Regions from separate parts of the Canis lupus genome. Here region 2 is linked to region 1. The links are chromatin contacts, called in public Hi-C maps. All regions are on one chromosome and are shown on one strand. Each heading gives the region's core, a stretch centred on a gene start, on an enhancer-like site or on the middle of the called end of the contact. The rest is flanking DNA. Distances are from core to core; before and after follow the strand shown. Region 1 holds the start of RPL3 (ribosomal protein L3). Region 2 holds the start of SUN2 (SUN domain-containing protein 2).

Region 1 (2,700 bases), core at 102-2,601:
CAGTGGGGAGTCTGCTTTCTCTCTCCCCCTGCTCACTCTGAGCACTCTTACAAAAAGTTAAAAAATTTACTCGTAACGCTGACTTCAGTACATCCCCCCACCTAAAGCAACACCAGCCACCCGCAGTCTTTAGTGTTAATCAAACCCCATGGGGATTCCCACCCCGTCAAGTCTGCCCTCTCGGGACTACCGTCCAGGCCACCCCCAACCAGCGTGAAGGATCCCGCTTGTACTCACTGGATCCTGGCCGGTCCACCTCCCGCACGATGTGAGTCATGCCGGCCTTGTAGCCCAGGAAGGCTGTGAGGTGGACAGGCTTGGAAGAGTCATCCTTGGGGAAGCTCTTCACCTTCCCACGGTGGCGGCTGCTGCGTTTCCGAGGCAAGAAGCCCAGGGACCCATGCCTGGGAGCGGAGAACTTCCTGTGGGACTGGGAGAAAAGATAACATGAGCACTCCCAACCCCTCTTATGTAGCTCACTCCTGATGCCGGGCTTGCCTCAGTGGCGAAGGATTCTCCACAATGCCGAGCCCGCGCCAGAGGCCCTGCGCCCCAGCTAACAAGTGTGCTTACGGGCTGGACTGGGTTCACCTTGCACAAGGCCCTGCGGCCTAAACTGAATCTTTACCTCAAAACCTCATTTTGTAACTTTAAGATGGAACCTCCCCTTCTCTAAATGGGCCAAAAGCACACCAGGTGAGGTCATTAAGTCACAGGTGCCTCTGCCATCCAGTCAGCCCAGATCCTGACAAGGGGGCTGCGGGGACCAAGGGGCTCCCCGCCGGCCCCAGACACGAAGGCCACCACAGAGCCAAATCAGAACGTGACAATCAGCACAGAGGATCTGTCCGCCCGTCAGAAAGTTCATCATCTGTGGCTCCTAGGACTCGAGGCCTCACCTCACGGGTGGTACCGGCCTCCCACGCAGGTCAGCGCGGGGCCTCGGCAACCCCAGCCCGGGCTCCCCTCCCACGTGCCGGCACAAGCCCAGCGCCCCGACTCAAGGTCCTCCCGGCCCACGTACCTACGAACTCCAGCTTACACTAGCACCAACTCAGTGAGCTCGAGCCCCAGGTATTATCCGGGACTCGAGACCTCCATACCGGAGCCCGCCCCGCGGGCGTTCGCCAGCCGCCTGGCGGGCCCCAAACCAACCACAAGCCTCACGCGTTTTCAGAAAATAGGCCTCACTGCGGATCGCGCTAAGCGCCCCGCGCTCTTGGAGCAGGCCCCCGGCCCCCGCCGAGGTGAGATGGCGGCGCTGCGCCGCGGATTGAGCCCCACCGCCGCGCCAACGAGGAGGAAACCGCCATGATACGTACCATCGTGCCGCCCAGTACAGCCGGTAGAGGTCGGGCCACGAGCGACCAGTCATTTATATAGCCCGGCCTGGGCCCGCCCCTTCCGGCGTACGAGCGCGCGCCCGCGGGGGACGCTGGGTCGGGGGGCGGGTGCAGGCCGCCATTTCCACGCTCGCTCGTCCTCGCCTAGCGTTTGCTTCGGAGCGGGACGCCGTCCACGGGGGGCGGGGACTAGAAACTACGGCAAGCGGCTGGGTTCAAACTTCGCGAAGCGTCGCGGAAACGCTGGCAGAGCTTTGGAGCGCGACGACTGTAGGGGTTTGGGTAGCTGCCAAATTTGGTCGAAGACGCCGTTACGCTGAAGCTACGCGGCTGCGTCTTTTTCCTGTGAGATGCAGTCACCTCTAGGATTGGATAACCCGGCTGCGGGTTTCAGTGCCGAAGCGCCCGCACACGCCTCTCCGGGTTCCGTCCCACGCAGCGGATCTGCGGTGTTGCCGTTTGGCGGGCACGCTGAGCTGGGACGAGTTGCCCCGCTGCCACCTGCTCAAAGTTGGAAAGAAAAGAGCGAAAGCCCGGTTTCCTGGCTCCCAGCCCAAAGCTGCTTCCCCGACACCCAACCTGCCTTCAGTGCGTTCTGATTTCCGACGTGCGCCCCCGGAGCCCCATCTCGGCCGCTGCTCCCGGTGTCCAGCTGCTGTGGTCCTGCTTCTGGGGTCGCTGTGGCGCCTAAACGACCTCAGGACCTGCGGGGACGGGTCCGGCTGCCCAGCCCCGGAGCCTGGCCCTGCAGCCCCAGGGACCCTCGCAGATGTCGCTTGCGCACCCGCCCCCACGCTCTCCCACCCCCGGGGCCCAGGAGGCTCCTAAGCGTTCTCCCTACCTCCAGGCTTGCCTTTCCAAATCTTTTTAAGAATCAAATGTCATCTTGTTACTTCGCATGGCTCCCTGTCGTTTCCTTGGGATGAGGCATTAACTCCTGAGGCCGCCACCCTGGGCTCTGTCTTTTTTTTTTTTTTTTTTTAATTATTTATTCATGAGAGAGAGAGCGAGAGAGGCAGAGACACAGGCAGAGGGAGAAGCAGGCTCCCTGCGGAGAGCCCGACGTGGGACTCGATCCCGGGTCTCCAGGATCACCTGGGCTCTGTCCTAACTGGCTACCCCTCCACCCTTTTTCATGTAGGAGAGCACGCGTGCACACAAACTTTCCCATCTATCACCTTGCACCTCCATCCCCCCTTTTTATTTGATTCTTGGGCCTGGCCGTTGCTCACATCGTTCTTTTAAAAAAAAAAAAATTTCATTTAATCTTCACACCATCCCTTGAGGGGCAGCGCTGACAGGTCTTCAGTCCCTTATTGGAACTTTTTGGGGCCAGATGTGTTTCCAAACTCAGCAT
Region 2 (2,700 bases), core at 153-2,652, 360 kb before region 1:
ATGCCCATATAGGCTCCTCCTCTTCGCCCCTGCCTGCAGAAGTGGATGAAGCAAGCCTTCACCCTGGGGCAGAAACAAAGCAATGTTTCTGCCAACTCAAGCTGCTGTTGGCAAGAATATAAATATTCAGAGGGAGGTGTATGGGGTGGGGGTCTGGGGGGTGGGGCGTGGTAGGAAACTGTCAGCAGTCGGCACCCTTCTCCACCCTCCCAGTCTCTCCTGTAGTCCCCGCATCATGAAACAGTTTGCAACCGAGTCTGGGTTTCAGAAGATGAGAACGGTCAAAGTCTGAATCCTCCAAAACAAAACAAGAGCCTCTGGGAGCTCAGATCTTTTGCATATCAGAAGACTCCACCCTCACCAACACACTCACACTCAGTTCAGAAACCCTTTAAGTATCCCTCCTCACTTCTGAGGTGAACCACTTCCGTTTCTCAACTCCACCTTTCCCCACACCCTCTCCACAAACTTCTACGGCAGTACCCAGCCAGTCTTCAGACTTAACCCAGATCTTGGGCGTCTTCCACGGGGCGTTTTCACACTACTTTCCCTCATGGGGCCTGTAAAACGCTGCAGGTGCTAACTCCCTTCTCCATCTTCCCTAACTGAACCTGCAGAGATGGGACTTTTGATTTTTTTTTTTTTTTAAGCAACCACGCGCCTTCCCTGCGATTCTGCTCTAAGTCACACTCCCGCCTCCTATTTGTTTGGTTTCTTTTTTTAAGAACGGAACAAAATGGGCCTTCCTCCTATTCCCAGAGTCTGACAGGCAGAGGCAGAGAACTGCCTGTCCCTGGAAACCGCCTGCCTGGCACGAAAACACAGGCACTGCCCTGGGCCGGTCGGAGGGAGCCCGCTTCTGCTCCCCTCCTCTCGGGAGGCTGTGCCCGGGGAAGTCCCGCCTGGAGACATCCGCCCTGCGGGCCGGCCAGGGGGCGGGCTGCGGGGATGAGTCAGGGCGGCCGGCCCGGCCCGCGCTGGCCCTTCCCCACCGGCCCAGGGGCGTGCGCCGGGTGGGGCTGGAGCGCGGCCCAGCTTGGCCCGGGGAGGAAGGACCAGGCCTGGGCAGCTGGGCCCTGGCCGGAGCGGCCCGACGATGACCCCGGGGTCGGGCTGGGCCCGGGCGCCGCGGAGAGGCGGGCGCGGCCGGCCCACCACCCTTTGCCCCGCTCGCCCGCCCGCCAGAGGCCCACGGCCGGCGGTTACCTGCTGCCGCGGCTGCTCCGTGCGGGGCCGTGGGCGTCCGAGGCCCGCTGCGCCGCCCGGGCGCGCCCCCTTCCCGCGTCGGAATCCCGCGAGCCGCGCTCGGCGAGGGGCCCGGGGCGCGCGGGGAGCGGCGGAGCGGGGCGAGGCCAGCGGGCGGGACGGCGCAGCAGACAATGCGACCCGCGCACAACCGCGCTGCGCGAGTGGGGCCGGCCGGCGCGCGCGTGGCCGAGTGTGTATGTGTGCGCCTGCCAATCAACGCTGACAGGCCGCAGCCCATTGGCCGGGCCCCGCCCGCGTCACCGCCCCCCGCCCCCGCCCATTGGGCGGTTTGAACACAAAGGCCCGGTTCGCTCCGCCCGCCGCGTGGGCCCGGGGGGCCCGGTGTGCCTCCCTGGAGTCCGCGCGTGGGAGGCGCGGGGGCGGCGGCGGCGGCGGCGGGAGGGGTCTGGGCCGGGCCGGCTGCGCACTTGACTCGGCCTGGTGGCTCGGGACACCCGATCCGGCTCCGAGCGCTGCCTGCTGCGCCTCGCCCCGCCCGTGGCCCTGCGGCCGCGGCGCCCCAGCGCCCCGCGAGCCGACTGCGAGCCGCGGGCCCGAGGCCTGAAACGCCGCGGGCGGCTGGGGCGCCACAGCCCGTCTGACGATGGCCCAGGGAAGTGGGGCGCGAGGGGAGTCGAAGCCCCCTGGCCTCAGGCCCAGCTGGAGGGGCAGGGAGTAGTCCGCCCTCGGACTCCCCGGCGGGGATGGGGAAGGCTCGTGACCGCCTGCTGGCGCCGGCGTCTTTGTCCGGTTAGCCCGGCGTTCCTACGCCCATTTCAGAGAGAAGGAAACAGGTTCATAGAGGTGTTAAGTGATCTGCTTAAAGTCGCAGCTTAGAAAGAGGCAAATTGAGATTAGGAGATTCTCTTCACAGCCGAGTCTGATTTTTCCGCTTTAGGGTTGATTTTGGGGATTCCAGACGTGGCAGGAGGGCCTGTCACTTCCCCGTCTGCCCCCAGGGCCTCCAAGTTTCACTGCAAACGTTTTTCGCCACTTTAAGGAGAGAGTTTGGTACGTTTGGTACTGAGAAGGCAGGGCTGGTTACCTCTTCCTCACTCAGATCTGTGCGATGGACAGATAGTGAGTCAAATGGTGCCTGACACCAGCAGCCCTGCCGCAGGCCAACTTTACAGATGCAGCAAGTGCTCAGCTCGGGAGAAGTCATTTCCTGTGTAAGGTGTTCTAAGGGTAACTGTGGTTATTTCGCTCTTAAAGCACCAAGAGGAAGACACAAGAAATTACAAAATCACTGAGACAGGACAGGAAGGTGCTGGGGGTAGAGTGAGGAAGAACGAAACCCTTGTGCTAAGTTGACTCCAGACAAAAATAACCCTCCCTTCCTGGGCCTCTTCTTCCTCCCTTTTGAAAAGAAGAGCCTCACCTGTACTTCCAGCATCCTGAAGGGTTAGGCGGCAAACCCCCTGAGGACCAGGCTGGCTCTCCAGGACCTCT

What was found. A called contact is a pair of places that touch in the nucleus more often than the background predicts.
Region 2: a contact with region 1 is called in a Hi-C map of blood, with 4 times the contacts expected there. The contact joins the promoter of SUN2 here to the promoter of RPL3 in region 1. A contact is called at or near these places in 3 of 9 Hi-C or Micro-C datasets (amygdala and blood).

The regions. Positions count from the first base shown.
Region 1 is chr10:26,699,399-26,702,098 of UU_Cfam_GSD_1.0, reverse strand. It overlaps RPL3 (ribosomal protein L3), which reads right to left and starts at 1,351. Exons shown (of 10, transcript NM_001252159.1): 1 at 1,323-1,351; 2 at 238-430. The coding sequence starts at 1,325. It overlaps LOC102152031 (a long non-coding RNA gene), which reads left to right. Exons shown (of 3, transcript XR_005365576.1): 3 at 1-2,235. It overlaps LOC119873833 (a small nucleolar RNA gene), which reads right to left and starts at 876; the gene lies at 813-876.
Region 2 is chr10:27,054,505-27,057,204 of UU_Cfam_GSD_1.0, reverse strand. SUN2 (SUN domain-containing protein 2) reads right to left here and starts at 1,402. Exons shown (of 18, transcript XM_038550544.1): 1 at 1,207-1,402.